Linked DNA regions of Mus musculus: regions 1, 2, 3 and 4 are each linked to region 5. The links are chromatin contacts, called in public promoter capture Hi-C maps. All regions are on one chromosome and are shown on one strand. Each heading gives the region's core, a stretch centred on a gene start, on an enhancer-like site or on the middle of the called end of the contact. The rest is flanking DNA. Distances are from core to core; before and after follow the strand shown.

The links. Promoter capture Hi-C pulls out the DNA fragments that hold promoters and counts their contacts.
Region 1: a contact with region 5 is called in a promoter capture Hi-C map of the HPC-7 cell line, with 4 times the contacts expected there. The contact joins the enhancer-like site here to the promoter of Sumo1 in region 5. A contact is called at or near these places in 9 of 39 promoter capture datasets (the 3T3-L1 cell line, the C10 cell line, the HPC-7 cell line and 6 more) and 1 of 9 other capture datasets (adipose tissue).
Region 2: a promoter capture Hi-C map of liver shows a contact between it and region 5, with 7 times the contacts expected there. The contact joins the promoter of Ppil3 here to the promoter of Sumo1 in region 5. A contact is called at or near these places in 7 of 39 promoter capture datasets (the C10 cell line, the HPC-7 cell line, cranial neural crest and 3 more), 1 of 484 Hi-C or Micro-C datasets (B cells), 4 of 115 datasets of contacts at active chromatin or transcription factors (astrocytes, bone marrow-derived macrophages, embryonic stem cells and 1 more) and 2 of 9 other capture datasets (liver and pancreatic islet).
Region 3: a promoter capture Hi-C map of pre-B cells shows a contact between it and region 5, with 2.7 times the contacts expected there. The contact joins the promoter of Kctd18 here to the promoter of Sumo1 in region 5. A contact is called at or near these places in 1 of 39 promoter capture datasets (pre-B cells) and 1 of 9 other capture datasets (liver).
Region 4: a contact with region 5 is called in a promoter capture Hi-C map of pre-B cells, with 6 times the contacts expected there. The contact joins the promoter of Ndufb3 here to the promoter of Sumo1 in region 5. A contact is called at or near these places in 11 of 39 promoter capture datasets (the 3T3-L1 cell line, the HPC-7 cell line, frontonasal cranial neural crest and 7 more), 1 of 484 Hi-C or Micro-C datasets (B cells), 1 of 115 datasets of contacts at active chromatin or transcription factors (astrocytes) and 3 of 9 other capture datasets (adipose tissue, liver and pancreatic islet).

The regions. Positions count from the first base shown.
Region 1 is chr1:58,529,276-58,532,297 of GRCm38.p6, forward strand. It overlaps Fam126b (family with sequence similarity 126, member B), which reads right to left. Exons shown (of 13, transcript NM_001310598.1): 13 at 1-984. The coding sequence ends at 383. All of the region lies in intron 2 of Gm15834 (a long non-coding RNA gene), which reads left to right. Among named protein-coding and RNA genes, the nearest start is that of Gm15834, 26 kb to the left of the region's middle. Within about 2 kb of position 1,711, at least 3 of the 459 cell types and tissues checked have an H3K27ac peak or open chromatin away from gene starts, as enhancers often do. A contact at or near this core is called in the HPC-7 cell line, where this site is marked.
Region 2 is chr1:58,443,924-58,447,035 of GRCm38.p6, forward strand. It overlaps Ppil3 (peptidylprolyl isomerase (cyclophilin)-like 3), which reads right to left and starts at 1,563. Exons shown (of 7, transcript NM_001285827.1): 1 at 1,223-1,563; 2 at 666-716. The coding sequence starts at 668. Nif3l1 (Ngg1 interacting factor 3-like 1 (S. pombe)) reads left to right here and starts at 1,228. Exons shown (of 7, transcript NM_022988.3): 1 at 1,228-1,711.
Region 3 is chr1:57,968,751-57,971,872 of GRCm38.p6, forward strand. It overlaps Kctd18 (potassium channel tetramerisation domain containing 18), which reads right to left and starts at 1,334. Exons shown (of 7, transcript NM_001159864.1): 1 at 1,271-1,334.
Region 4 is chr1:58,585,010-58,587,875 of GRCm38.p6, forward strand. Ndufb3 (NADH:ubiquinone oxidoreductase subunit B3) reads left to right here and starts at 1,388. Exons shown (of 3, transcript NM_025597.3): 1 at 1,388-1,661. It overlaps Fam126b (family with sequence similarity 126, member B), which reads right to left and starts at 1,324. Exons shown (of 13, transcript NM_001310598.1): 1 at 1,203-1,324.
Region 5 is chr1:59,669,458-59,672,244 of GRCm38.p6, forward strand. Sumo1 (small ubiquitin-like modifier 1) reads right to left here and starts at 1,377. Exons shown (of 5, transcript NM_009460.2): 1 at 1,223-1,377. The coding sequence starts at 1,234.

The DNA of each region.
Region 1 (3,022 bases), core at 461-2,960, 1.1 Mb before region 5:
CAAACCCGTTTTGTTTTTAAACAAAAGCCAAAGAATCATTTCATAGGGATCTTATACACCATTTCCTCGACATCTCCTCAGTCTCACAGTGTTGAAATGGGACCGATCAGCCTACGATGGATTGCACATCACCCAAGGAGAAAGGAAGGCATGGAAAAGGCAAACGTTTTACACTGCTTCACAAACACATTTAAGGGAATAGGTAGAGAGGTTAAAAGAAAGGAAAGGAAAACCTTATTGCTGTTTCCATACAAAATACAGTATGAGATACCTAAGCTAAGTCAAATCTGATGACAGTGACATCTTTTCACAATGCGGGATGACGTGTCTTGCACAATGAAATGTTCAGTGTAGAAGGTTAGCAGAACAAGGGGCATCAGAACTACACCTGGGATATTAGCTGCATATTGAAACTTGGGGATCGAGACTGCTTGGTTAAGGGGGCTCCTGGGCTGAGGAGCTCTTTACCTTCACCAGCGTGACCTAGCCGGTCTTCTTGTAGACTGATAGTTGAATATCGATTAGCATTTGTAGCTGCTAGATTAGTAACTCCCTCAGTGCCAACCCCAATGCTGGTACTTGCTTGACCGCCATTTACATAGTCAAAAGATTTACTTGAGGAAGCACTGGCTGTCCGGATTAGACTCAGACTATTGGTTTTTGGCACCACCTGGCCTGCAGGCAGGCTCAAGTGTTTCTTCATCGGTGTCAGCTCAACTGAATCTATGCTGAGATCTGCTTGTTGTTGTACAAACTGCTTTCCAACTACTGAATCTCGAGGGCTCTCATTGGATTTGATGGCTAATGCTGTTTCTTTGTCTTTGGCGGAACGCCCAGTTGCTACTTTCCGCAAGCTTCCCCGCTGAGAAGAGGAGGGTGGTTTGGTCCCATGTGGTTGGCTGCTAAGAGAAGCCCCTGATGAAAATCCTTCATCTGCATCATTCATGTTTAAGGACTCCTCTCCGCCATTTAGACCCTCAGCACCTAAAAAATAAATCAGACAGATTATAGCTACATTAAATAAAAAAGCAGCTGTGAATACGCTGACCTAATCTCATGTTAAATGTTTGCTATGATCTCAGTACTTTAATTTAGGGGAATAAACCTCTACACAGAATTCTAACACACTATTCCTTGCTTTCACCTGGCTTTATTTGCCCTGGTTTTGTAAAAACTGTCCACAAATATTAACTAGTAAACTATCAACATCTAAGGCATAAAAAACTAAAATATAATACTTTAAAACCACACTATATCCATTGAAAGTCACCATATCTATGTATTTTAAACAAAACCCCTTCCTCGTTTTTCTTTAACCTATTATACAAAACATATTGTATAAAGGGGTTCTCTTCTAATCTCAGTTACCCAGAATTACACCAAGTCATTTAGGCCTACAGGCCAGACCCTTTTTAAATTATAAAGAAGTGCATTATCTATTTGACAGCTAACTGCATTTATATAGCTTTGCACTATATTTCTTTTTAACATCTACCAAATTTGCCAACAACTGCCTAATAACTTCACAACCACATTCTGTCTTATGGACACAGCCTTCACATACATTTCCGTGATATTTGTACTGACTGTGAGGCAGCAAAGGTAGGTGTCTATACTCCATATCTCTAACAGTTCTGTCCTTAGTAGGAGACAGAAGCACTGCACACTGCAGTGCATCTCACACAGGAACTGCACTTAGTCAAAGGACCTTCTCATCTCGAGCTTTTGTGGGATGAGAATCACATGATACAATGAGCTTGCAGTTTCCAGACAGCCCAATTCTCTTACTGAAAAGTGTGATCAAACAGTCTCAACATTAATGCTTTCTTCTTTCAAAAACTGAAAATACTTTTCCCAGAATGAAAGAAAGAAAGAATCTATAAAACAGATATTAACGTGATAGTTAAGGTAAAATGTTAGAGAACAATGTAAATACTAATTTGAGATACAGGTTACCTAATAAAAATGTACATATTTAAACACAATCTTTTACTTAACATAGCACCTGAAAAGTAAAAATATTTCTTAGCAATATTTCTTCACATGGATTAGTTATTTTACTTCTAAAAAAGAATCAAATTAGGCTATTCTTAAAGCAAAAGGCAACTTGTTACATATACATATAAATGTAAATATCTACAGCAATTTAATATTTAATCATCATGCAAAGCCATGTGGAAATATATTTACTAAAAATAATAGCAACTGACACTACTTCTCTCAATCCCGTCAAAAGAACTGAGTATTTGTACCTTGAACATAAACATTTTAGATCATATTCATTTACCTCTTAATAATTGACCTATAATTAGTATAAAGATTCAAAATATTCAGAAATATTTGTATGAAATGGGTTCATCTAAGTAGTTAGGACAGGAGACCGAGAGACTTAGTGCTAGCTTTGAGTGCTGCTTCATGCACAGCTGATGCCAAGCAGTATGGCCATAGACGGTGATAACATAAAAAGCCACCATGCAAGAGAATCTACTGCTACTGTATATACTGAAATGTTGTTTCAATGTAATGAACGATGATTACACAGAAATCACAGGCACTATCTTAAAGCTTAGAGTCTTTCTTTAATTTAAAACTCTAACAAGCAGGCGCACTTGGAGTTTTATGAGTGTTACTGCGTGTCTGCTGTATGTGTAGAGGGCAGAGGACAATTTCGTGGAATTGGTTTTCTTTATCCACCTTCACTTGGGTTCAGATCACCAGGCTTGCAGGGCAAGCACCGTTAATAACTGAACAATTTTATCTGCCCTAATAAATACATTTTTATTATTAAACTATTTAAAAACATTATTACAAACTTGTTTTATTTTAAAATAAGTTATATATGTAATATAAAAGTTCCAGCATTCTTGAGAATTACCAAAATTCTTGTACATTTTAATCAATTTCTTTTTCTCTGTCTTAAAAACCCTCAAAGAAAGCCAGGTGTGGTGATGCACACTCTTAATCCTAGCAAAAAGGTAGAAGCAGGAAGATCTCTCTGAGTTTAAGGCCAGCCTGGTCTGCA
Region 2 (3,112 bases), core at 313-2,812, 1.2 Mb before region 5:
TCCTTTTGTGTCTTTTAATGAAAGGTCTGAGACTGCGACGGCCTATAGAGGCTGGGAGCAAGGTTACCTCCTGAGTGCTGGGACCACACCAGCAGGGTAACGTTGTAATGATCATGTCCACTTGTTTATTCTACTTTGTTCCCTCTATACTGGTACACACAGTCTCTCCCTCGCCACATCCCCTCCCTTCCCCTCTCCTTCCTTATCCTAGGAACGCACTCTGCCACTGAGCTACACACTCACTATCCTGTCTGACTTCCTCCAAAAAAATATTCATTAAAAATTAAAAAACAGCCAGTCGTGGAGGCACATGCCTTTAATCCTAGCACTTGGGAGGCAGAGACAGGCGGATTTCTGAGTTTGAGGCCAGCCTGGTCTACAGAGTGAGTTCCACGACAGCAAGGGCTACACAGAGAAACCCTGTCTCAAAAAACCAAAACACACACACACACACACACACACACACACACACACAAATTAAAAACCATGTAATGGGCGGCTGAGAGGGCAGGCTTGGCAGGTACCAGGACTTGTTGCTTTTGCAGCAGGGCCTGTTCAGTTCCCAGCACCCACATCTGCTTGTGTCTCCAGCTCCAGGGAACCCAAAGGGGTTAGAAACAAGCAACCAACCACCCAGTTAGAATAATTCTATGATACATACTCACCATTTTCCTTCTTGATGGTTCTAGGAAGCACTGTTTAATTTTTCAAATCTCCTACAAGAGAGAGGAATTAGTTCACTTTACCCTATCAAGTTCCCACCATACTTGTTCATCTTTATGGTAGATTTACAACGAAAAGCTTAGACTAGCATCCTCTAAATGAAAATCCTATCATAAAAGTGTTGATCCTACCCAATGCAACAAGCCACCCCAGTGCGCACTTACTTTACTCATTTTCTTCAAGGCTTTCTGCAAGGGAGGCATAGCCCCACCTCCAGGTCTAGTGCTCTAGATAGGCACTTGGAGCTCCCTTTACCCGGGACACCTACTTTACTTAAGACGTCTGTACAATACATTTCTATACTTCACACTTTTGTTTTGTTTTTTCCCAAACGCCACATCTTGCTAACTTATCAATCGTATTTAAAAGTCCCAGGAATACCATCTCCAGCCCGAGAGTTCACCACGAGGATCCCAAGAAATAAATTTGCACCAACGTGGGGCGCAGCAGGCGTTTGAGTGCACGGAGAAAAGGATAAAAGCCTTTCCCCCACACTCACCCACTGCGCTCAGCACCACTGCTGCGGGAACGGAAAAGCCTCAACTACAAGGGCCGGCATGCCTGCGGGTTCCAAAGGCGTGTCTGTGCGCCACAGAAGTGAAGCCCGGAGCCCTCCGCAGGGGACGCCCTACTCTCCCGTCAGTCTCTCCTCATCACACCGACTAGGACTCGGAGGACCACGCACCTCACCCCTCGGCCCCTGAGAGCTCTACCCACAACCTCACTAAGAAGCAGAACCCGCTGTCGCCCAGCAACTTCATACAGCGGCCTGGAGTGGGAAGCAGAACGCACAGGACCAATTCCGCCCAACTTCACACAGCGGCCTGGAGTCGGAAGCAGAACGCACAGGACAACTTCCGCCCAACTTCACACAGCGGCCTGGAGTCGGAAGCAGAACGCACAGGACCACTTCTGCCCAACTCTTTCCACAAAGCCAGGAGCTTCAGAGCAGAGCGGAAGTGATACACTGAAAGAGCTTCTGCGACTGGTGAGTTGTGAACCACTGAAGGGCTCGCGGGGGCTGTCTGTTCTTCTCGCTGGAGGTGCACATCGGGCTGGCTGTGGTGACTGCAGAGGGCCGGGGGAACATGAATATAGAAGGAGAGGTTGCAGATGAAAACTGCCTTGCTGCAGGAGGGGTGAGGGTGCTGACTCCAGGAATAAAGGCTATGCCACGCGGCCCTTGATTATTCTGGAAAAGGTCTTGAGCCATGCGTAAATGAAAGAAAAACCACACGCAAGTGCAAAGAGAGCTCTCGTGTAATTGAAAAATAGCAAGTGGCTGTTCAGAGGGCTAAAGATCATGTAGATTGACAATGGATATTCCCATCTCTCCATTGTACGGCAGCTCCAGCCCATTCAAATAATGCTTTAAATGTGTCTGTACTGTGAGCACATTGTCCGAGAAAAACACCGGGACGTGGTCGTGTCATCTCACAATAGAAGTTTATTGTATAACAAGAAAGCCACAAGTTACATCAGTCTCGTTGGTAGCTTGTTACAGGATGTTTGGTCACACTGTGAACCCCCGAGATTGTGTTATTTACCGATGGTGGGTGGGAGGAACCTTTCTAGTTGTGGTGTGCCCTTAGCACACATCTTTAATCTCAAACAATGAAGGTAAAATTAGTTTGTAGAAGGAAGCATCCATGTTTGAAAGTGATGTCTAATTGAATGGCAGACAAAGTGAGGAATCAGAGAAAGATTTGACAGAATAGGATATGCCCAGCTCTCTCCAGAACAGGGAGAAAAGATGGGCTACTTAAGGGGTAGTGCAGAGAGAGACTGGGGGCAGTTTTTACTGGGACAGTTATATATAGAGAGGATGCAGATAGAGAAAACAAGCTATGCATAAGTGAAGACAGACTGAGCCAAAGAACAAGAAGCAGCCAGAAGATTAGAGAGGATTGTCAGGCTTAGTTTGAGGCCATGCAGAACCATTCAGTCAGAGGCTGAGAGAGAAGCCAGATGAATCAGGCAGCTTGGAGAGGAGTTTGAGCCAGAACAGCTGAGTTGAACCAGCCAGCCAGCGCAAGCTCAGAAAGAACTAGAAAGGGTGAGCTTATTCGGCAGTAATTCTCAGAGTCTGAAAACATAATAGGCCTAGATAAGATTGTATGGAGGCTATAAGCTTCCAGAACTAGGCCTAGCTTAGCAGAGAGATGGGAGACGACAATTATACCAGGTGAATAAAAGATACTTTTACAATACCTGTTTGAGGCAAACACATTTCCTTTATTCAATTCTATTAACTCTCAGATTGCACATCACACTGTTTTGAGTTGTTTTGGTTCTTTGGTGACACTACTCTCCCACCATTCAGTGCACAGCCATGGAATATGTGGGTAGGGGCCCAGTGCTTTTCCTCTCTGTTTCTCTGTGTAGCAGT
Region 3 (3,122 bases), core at 84-2,583, 1.7 Mb before region 5:
CTGGAAATCTGCAGCTTCTACACTTTCATAGTAAGTGAAAAACTTACTGCTAAACTCAACTGAATCCATGCCAATTCAGTGTTACTAAATGATCAACTAAAATCCTTCCCCACAGACACCAACTTCACCATATGCCATTATGAATCTGAGAAAAGGACAATAGACAAAATTCATTAGGAACCCAACAAGGTCCAGGCCTCCAAAAACACTTACTGGCGTGACCTCCTGCTGCCTTAAAGTCCTGGAAGTAGCACTCTAACCAATCATGAAGCAGAGCAACCAACTGGTTCACACTGTTCACAGACACCTGCTCTCTAGAATTTTCTCATGTTCGTACATAAAGATTCATCTCTTGCAAGATCTTTCTGCGCGGAATTGGTACCCCTGCACAACAAACTCTCATACAGATCTTACACCATGTGTTTAAATCTCTATTTTTTTTTAATTTTTATTTTGTCCATAAGCCCAATAAAAGCAAAGGCACTGCCATTCTTAGTAATCTCCATTTACTGAATGCTTATTGTGTATCTGACACTGTGAAGAAACATTACCTAATTCATAGAAAAACTTTATCATACAAATTTTACTGTCCCTACTAACACAGAACACTAGGGGCAAAAAATTCACTGATGTGTGTGGTGTCTACACAGACTTGCCTGATAATAAGCAGTGGAGCCTGTCACAACCCAGGGCAGCCAGGTGAACCAGAAGGGCCAGCTTCAGGTTCTCACGGATGCTCCCACAGACCATCCCTTTAACACAACTTCCACCTGGTTTAGGCCCTTCACTGACTATCAGCTGCCATTTGGGGACCGCAGCCCAAGGCCAGGCCCCGTGATGACACTCCTCGATGCACCCACTGAGGACTCTGTTGTGAGAAGGCAGGGTTCCCGCACGATGCACCAAACCGTCGAGGATGTCTGCTGAAAAGGCAGACTCCCGGCCACATCAGGGTCTGATTCACAAAGTCTGAGAGGTGGGGACGGGCGCCGACTACACTTTTGAGAAACACAGCTCATGGGGCTCACGCCCCTTCGCCACGGCTGGACAAAACCGGGAAAGATGGGGAATCACCAGGCCCCGCCAAAGTCTTCCTGGGCCAGCGGACCCCAATTCGGTCTACAACGAAGCCTGGTACCCAAAGCGCCCGTTTCATCAGAGAGGCCGGCCGGGGCCTCCCTCAGGATGCCCCGCAAGGCTTCGGGGCCCGCCACCCACCCGGAGCCCGGTTCCTCCACACCGGCGGGCGGAGCGGCGACTGCTTACTGACCTGCGGCCGCCAGTCCCTGGGCGCAGCCGCCCAACGCAGCCGGGCCCGGACGCGGAAGTAAGCCGTCGCCTACTCGGATGCTCCACGATTGGTAGAGCGGAGCAACCCGCGGCGCCCCCGTGCGGTCCCAACGTGCAGTGCGCCAAAAGGGAGGCCTCGCCCCGGACCCGCCCCGCCCACGGGACGGCGGTGGCCACGCCCCAAGAACGTTCCTGAATTTTCCCGGAGTCTAGGCCCCTCTGGTGGAACAGGATGTTTTCCAGCCCCAGGGGAAGCTACTCCATTAACATATTAGAACTTGGATCTACCCATTTGCATAGTTTGTGGCGTGCAAAGCTTTTCCACAAGGCACACTTTATACCTGTAAAAGATGGTGGTTGGTTTCTAAAAATATTTATTAAATCTTTGGAAATTTCATACATCAGAATTAAGATGGTAGTTTTATTCTTGTTACAGGAAGGAAAACCGAGGAGGGAGGACAACCCTCCATTCAACATTCTTGCACACCCAGCACTGTATTAAGTCGCTTGTAGAACTATTTAATTTCTTCTTAATAAAACCCCCATAACACTTAAATCTTCCAACTGTATAGGGCTATGTATTTCAAGATGAGTGAAACAGTCCTGTTTTCCGGGCACTTCGCTCCTTACTAGATTCTAAAGTCCTCTTTTACAGGTCTTAGGAAAGAAGCCAGCCAGAAGTATGGCAGCCTGCCCTTCAGCTAAAAAGTCTTGGGAGACAGGGAAGGTTTGTTCAAGCTGCCGTGATTTCTCACAGGATAGAGACCAGGCTCTGAGAATGGAGCGCTGGCCAAGACAGTGTCAATAGTTTACATTTTAGTATTTTTAATCACTGTAACCAAAAGACCTGACACACACAACTTAAAGGAGTGAGGGTTTATTTTGGCCCTGAGTTTCAAAGGTATCAGTTCCTAACAGCAGGGAGCATAGAGTCCCAACCCATGGGATGACGCTAGCCAATTCAAAGTAGTATTTCCCTAACAGTAGTCCTCTCTCCAAATGCCCACGTAGACACATGTAGGCATTTGCCTCACCTATCTTATCTGGGAAAAAAAAAATTCTGCATTTTAAGCATAGCTGATCGATCAGCTTTCCTAGTGTGGTGTGAAAGTAGACATAGACAATGAAAGAAACTGAATTGAGCAGTGCTGTATTTCAGCTTTATATGGGCAGTGAAAGTAAATTTTCTTATTGCATGAGTCAGGAAATATTCTTCAAAATGAGATTTCTTTTTTTTTTGTAACATTAAAATATGTAGTATGTATTCTTAGATCATGGACTGTAGAAAGCCCATGGCTGCCTCCTCTTCCTCCTCTTTGGGGCGGGGGTGGGGGTCAAAACAGACACCAATCAAAATAGTTACAGAGGATAATGGCTACCTCAGAGTAGAGGCAGGGCAACGTTGAGTTGAAATGAATGAAGCTTGAATGGAGAGTCCCTCACTGGTTGGTAGGACTTCACTCCAAGAGCTAAAAACGTGAATGTGTTCACTTTCTGAAGAGACTCAATAATAATATTTTAGGGGAAAAAAGAACTTGGAAATTGGTAGAAAGAAAAGAAGCTAGTATACCTGAGGCTGGGGTAGGCACTGGGATATAGGGAAAGGAGAGAGACACAAGCTGAACAGTTAGGTTTTTAAAATCTTTTTTATGAATGAGGGCTTTGCTATGTCAGCTGGGCTAGCCTGGCGCTCACTGTCCTCCTGCTGAGTGGTGGAATTACATCTGAACCAGCTGAGGCTCTTGTCTTAGTTTAAGCATAACAGGAAACCATTCTGGGCTGAAGCAAGGAAGTAATATGGGGTGTGTGTGTCTGTCTGTCTATAGACTGAG
Region 4 (2,866 bases), core at 138-2,637, 1.1 Mb before region 5:
ACTTGACGGCAGCATCTCAGGCCTCTTACATTTTAATAATTTATAGTGCTACTTTTTAAAGATATTTTTCCAATGAGTTATAAAAGTGCCCTTCCACAATATTCGCCGACAGGGATTTGTTTAGGACTGTATTTCACCATTCAAACCGTGGATTTAAAAGACTTTTCAAAACAAAATAGTTTTAAATTTGTACATAAATTTTATCTATGTCCATGACATTCAACGAACTTATTTTTTTAAGCCTAAGGCATAACTCACAACTAGCTTCCTAGACTTAACAAGGGAAATCACTTAAAAGTTGACACTCCTCTGCTAAGATTCCCAACTTATTTTCACAGTCCTTAACACTGGGGGCGAGTTGTCTACCAATTTACTGTTCATTTTCTAATCTACATTTATCTTCGTCTATAGATTTAAAAGGCTCTCCACTTTTCTGAAGGTTAAAGCCGCAAAGCAAATTCCTGTACTACAAAACACGAATCTGACAACATTCCTCTAAAGCTAACATCGTGTTGTCTCGCAACCAAAGTCCATATTTGGGATAAGCGCTTCGTGACTACTCTTGCCTTCACGCTGTCCTCCTCCTACAGACCCTGCCTCGGTAGAGAGAACGCTGGAGCCAACAAGAACAAAGTGCTCAGATACATCAATGGGTTGCAGAGCTCTTCTTCTACCAGGGTCAGTCGAGTTACTTGGAAAAATAACTGCCATGGGTTACATAATGTACAACCACCAATTTCTAGAGCTGACCACCAATAAATATCTTTCTTCTCCGCACCTCTCCCCATCCCAGCAAACGGCCCTAAGAACACCTAGGATTTCACGCAGGTGTCTGCAATACCACGTCCTTCTCTTACCTGAGGCTTCTTGCAAGACATCCCTTCAGCCCTCACTACCTGTGTCTTGCTCCCGCCTCCTTCCCGCCTCAGCCCGCGCCACCGACACCCTAACGCCCTTGCTAGGGCCCCAAGTTGCCCCACAACACTCATCCCCAAGCCGCCTCGGCAGACGCCTTCTCCTCACGACCCTCCCGAGCTTGCTCCCAGGTCTGCAGGGCTTCGGATCCAACAGTCCTGCTGCCTTCCCACTTCACCTTCGTCAGCTCCCGACTACGGCGTCCGAAGCCGGAGGAGAAATTCCTCTTCACCCGGCACCGTGCGCCCCCCCCCCCGCAACCCCCCCAAGACAGCACCGCCGCCTACCTGTCACCCCGCAGCCTCAGGCTTCCTACCGCCACCGCCACCGCCACCGCCTCCCGCAGCAGCCTGCCAACTGCAGCATAACAACCAGCCTTCTCATTGAGTGGGCCCACGCGCTTAATAACAACCGCTCTCATTGGCTGCGCTATGACTTTGGCCCGCCTCTCGGTGCTCCGCCTAAAGATTCCGTCCTGGAGCAAGACAAACACGGCTTTATCGTCCTTCTCCTCAATATCTTCTACCTCAAGCAGACTCCAGCTGCAAAGTGTGGGAAATAATCTCTACTTCCAGGCTCCTTCATGTCATCTCTACGTTGTCTGGGAGCCTTGCGCCAGTACCGGAACGTTTACCATCTCCCCCATTTTCCTGTCGTAAGAAACTAGAGGAAACAACGTCCGTTTCCGGTTGTCTCCGGCTGTAAGGTTGAATATTGAGTGTCCCGGGAGGTCAGATTGCTGTCAGGTAATTTAGGGAGCTGGTGGGAGACTTCTGGATTACGCATAATCTAAACTTTATCCAGGGAATGCAGAAGTGGAGAGGGCTGAAGGGATCCGATAAGACCGGGAGAAGATCCGGGATCTAGCTAGGGAGCGCCGCTGCAAGGTTCTTGCTGGGCTGTGTTGAGGCGGATGAAGGATGTCTTGAGAATTACGATGGTTGTTAAATCCCAGAGATGTTTTAAACCGCCGCTACCAGATGCAATGTACTCCTCGCCTCCTGGCTTTTTGGGTTGTATTTGAATAGGGTAAAGAACAGCTCAGACCCGAAAATACTTAAAACTAGAAGAAATAATTGCAACGGTTGCTTCACAAGCTTGTATTTTAAGTACGGTTTCCCAAATATAAGTGTTTACGACACAGTGCTTAAGTGAAAAAGAGCAAGTCACAAAATCAAGACTACTGCATAATCCTAGGATTAAGGATTGGATACTAAAGTAATAGCAGTTCATTTGTATTTTCCCATATTTTAATGGTCATCTCAGTTTTTAAATGAGGGAAATTTGAGATACACCCTTGAAAATCCCTGATAAACTGTAAAATTATATGTAATGGATGTAACATTCTTCTTCCTTAGGGAAAGCAAGTCAACATTTCCCCAGTGCTAGATAGAACAAGCCATCGTTAGTGAAGGTTGATCATCACCAAACTTTTGAGTTCACTTCTGACATAGGCAGATAGCATTTAAATTTTCCATAATTATGTGTTCATTCATGGTTGAATCCTTTTTTTTTTCTGTTCTTAAACGGACAGTTCTAAAGGTGAAATAATTTCCTGTTGTTGAGCCCTCAGTGCAGTAGAACTCGCTCATTCTGTGGAAGAGGAGAGAACCAGTTGGATTAGGTTGCCCTCTGACCTCTGCATGAACATCCACACACACACACACACCACACATGACTTTAAAGAAATACTCTTAAAAATAGGAGCCCAGCATGATGCACAGGCTTGTACTCCTGGCAGTTGGGAGACAGAGACAGAAGGAGTAAGAGTTCAAAGTTTCCCTGGCTACATACCAAGTTTGAGGTGAGACTGAGCTTTGTGAGACTGTCTCAAGTAAATAAACAATATTCTTGTAAGATAGGGGTGGCTCATACCCCAGTGATACAGTAATGTGTGCTTTATTTGGAAAAAAAAATCTAATAAACATATTCAATGTCATGCACATTCAGG
Region 5 (2,787 bases), core at 127-2,626:
TTTTTTAAAAAAGTCCAACTACATTGTGAAGTTGAATGAAAAAGTTTACTGAATAATTATCACAAAAGAAGAAAAAGTTAAAAAAAAAATACTCTGAAAATTAAGTCATCTGAGCAAACCAAAGCAAAGTCAGACCAAAACCTTATGTATATAAAAACTAGCCACAAAGGTAGTAACTAAAATAGGATGAAGAAAAATTTAGGTGGCAAGGAGTCACTCCTATTTGAAGGCAAATACCATGCAAATCCTTGATTCCAAAACCGAGACACACTGTTTTACTACTAATTGACAGCTTTCTGCAAATATTCTGCAATTGTACAACACGGATAACTTTTTTTTTCTCTATTTCTTCGAAAATTAGTTCAGAAACTTCTGGAAGAGAGGTTTGGGGGTGCATATAATCTAAATGCGTCATCTGATTATCAAAGAACAAAAAACGTGCTATATTTTTTTTTAAAGTGCCAAGCATCTGCTGGTTAAAGCCCAGACGAAATGGCTTGTTGGTGGTGGCACTCCATACACAGTTTGCTGTTTCTCGGTTATTCTGAGCGCTCTGAGAACTGGAGAGTTGATGGACCAATCCCGAGTAAGAAATGGAAAGTACAGCGAAAGAGCGGACCGTTCCGCACCCCCGGAAGGAAAAAAAAAAAAAAAAGACTGAGGTGTGCAGAGATGGACGGACCCTCCAGGCAAACACAACGGAAAAGCAGCGTCCTCTGGGCTCCCAGTCACCTCAGACACGGCTCCCCGGCCGCCCCCCACTCTCCGGGACCAAGAACCCAAAGTGGAGTCGAGCTGCTTTTCAGGGCCACCTAGCCTCCCAGTCGGGGATTTCCCTCCCGTTACATAACTGGGCCTAGGGCCTGGTTTCTGCCATCCGTCGTCCGAAGGGAAACGGTCGTTTTCCCCTCAGCTTGCTCTCGGGGACAAGGGAGCGGGCCTGGGCCCCCTGCGAGCCCGCGAGAAACCTGGGCGCCGTCGAGAGAGCCCCGGCGCCGGGTGGCGCGGGGGTAGGGGCCTCGGAGAGGGGCGCGGAGGGCGCGTGGAACCCAGAGCCCCGGGGTCCCAGGCGGCCTGGCCCGACTCCGCCAGGCGCCCCGCGTCCCTCGCGGCCCCCTCCCCACGGGCAGCCCCCTTCTCCAGCCGCCCCCTCCCCCGCGCCTCAGTCCAGGGCCCCAGCCCGCGGCCGACGGCCCTGAGCCCTAAGGCCCCGGCCCGGTACCTGGTCAGACATGGTGACGTGGATTCACCCGGGGGTCTCCGCACCACTGCGGCCTCCGGCAGGCAGAACCTCACTCTGAGGTTTACAAATCCGTCCCTTCTCTACAGCACAACACCGCGGCTGCAGGGACTTCCTCTACGTCTTGCGTCACTTCCGCTGCGCGCAGAGGCGAGTTAGCGAAGACGGGAAAAGGAAGCGGGAAAACGCCGTAAGGAAGGCCGGGGGCTAAAATCCTCCAGGTTGTAAACTACTTGCCTGGAGCAAGAGAACTGCTAGGACTTCGGAGGGAGGGAGAATCAGGCCCGCTGCCGCAGCCCTCAGGGAGACCAGCGCTTTGCCTGCAGGCCGAATGTCTGGGGTCAAACTGACTGCTTAGGCTCCTCCCGGTGGGACGACTTGCGCGCTTCTGAGGCCCGGACCAACCCTCACTGAATATAGTGAATTACCCGTATAGTATTTTTATAGGCCCCTCATGCTTGCTGTTGCCACATTCGTGACTCCGGGTGATAGAGGCAGAGGCTACCGGATCTCTGTGAGTTCGTGGCCATCTTCATCTACAAAGTGAGTTCCAGGACAGGACATAGAACCCTGTTGGGGGCGGGGGAGATGAGGGGGCACAAAAAGACGACCCTTCAGGACACATCTTTTGTTCTTGTGTTTTGAGGCAGGGTCTCACTAATAGCCTTGGCTATTATAGAACATTGCAATGTCAACCAGACTGGCCTCCAACTCGTAGAGATCCTCTTGCCTCTGCCTCCCAAGTGCCACCACACCCCCAGCTAGAACAAAGTCTTGGTGGCTACAGACAACTAAAATGCTACTGAAAGTTTTGAAGTTGTAGGCAGGAGCGCCTTCCAACGCATAAACTAGTTGCCTTGTGTCATAGAAAGACCTAAACTGCTTCCTTTGAATACAGTGACCTTGCACAAGCATTCAAGGAGGATTAAGGTTATAATAAGTAAAGGGGGAAAAATGAAAACTTAAATCAAAAACCCTTCACAGAACAAGACATTAGTAAAATAATCTTTTCTGTAAATAGTAATGAGCCAACTATAAATGACCCAGTAGTCAAAGAGCACTGGCTACTCTTCCAGAGGACTCAAGTCTGAGTCCCAGCACCCATGCATGCATTCAAAACTGCCTGTAACTCTAGTCCCAAGAATCAGATACTTTTTTCAGCACCAAGCCAAAGCCTGAATGCGGTTCATAAACACATTCAGACAAAAACACCCATACAAAATTAAAAATTAGTAGGTACAATATAATTACTAATGAAAATACTGAACATTCACATGCGAAAGGAGAAAGAATTTAAATCCCTATTTCACTGCATATACAAAATTAAAATGTTTCAACGGTGTTTATGTAAGACTGTTTTAGGGTTTTTTTTTTAAGATTTATTTATTTATTTTATGTATATGAGTACACTGTAGATGTTGCAGATGGTTGCAAGCCTTCATGTGGTTGTTGGGAATTGAATTTAGGATCTCTGCTTGCTCCAGTCAGCTCCGCTCACTCCAGTCAACCCTGCTCTCTCAGTCCCTGCTCACTCTGACTCAAAGACT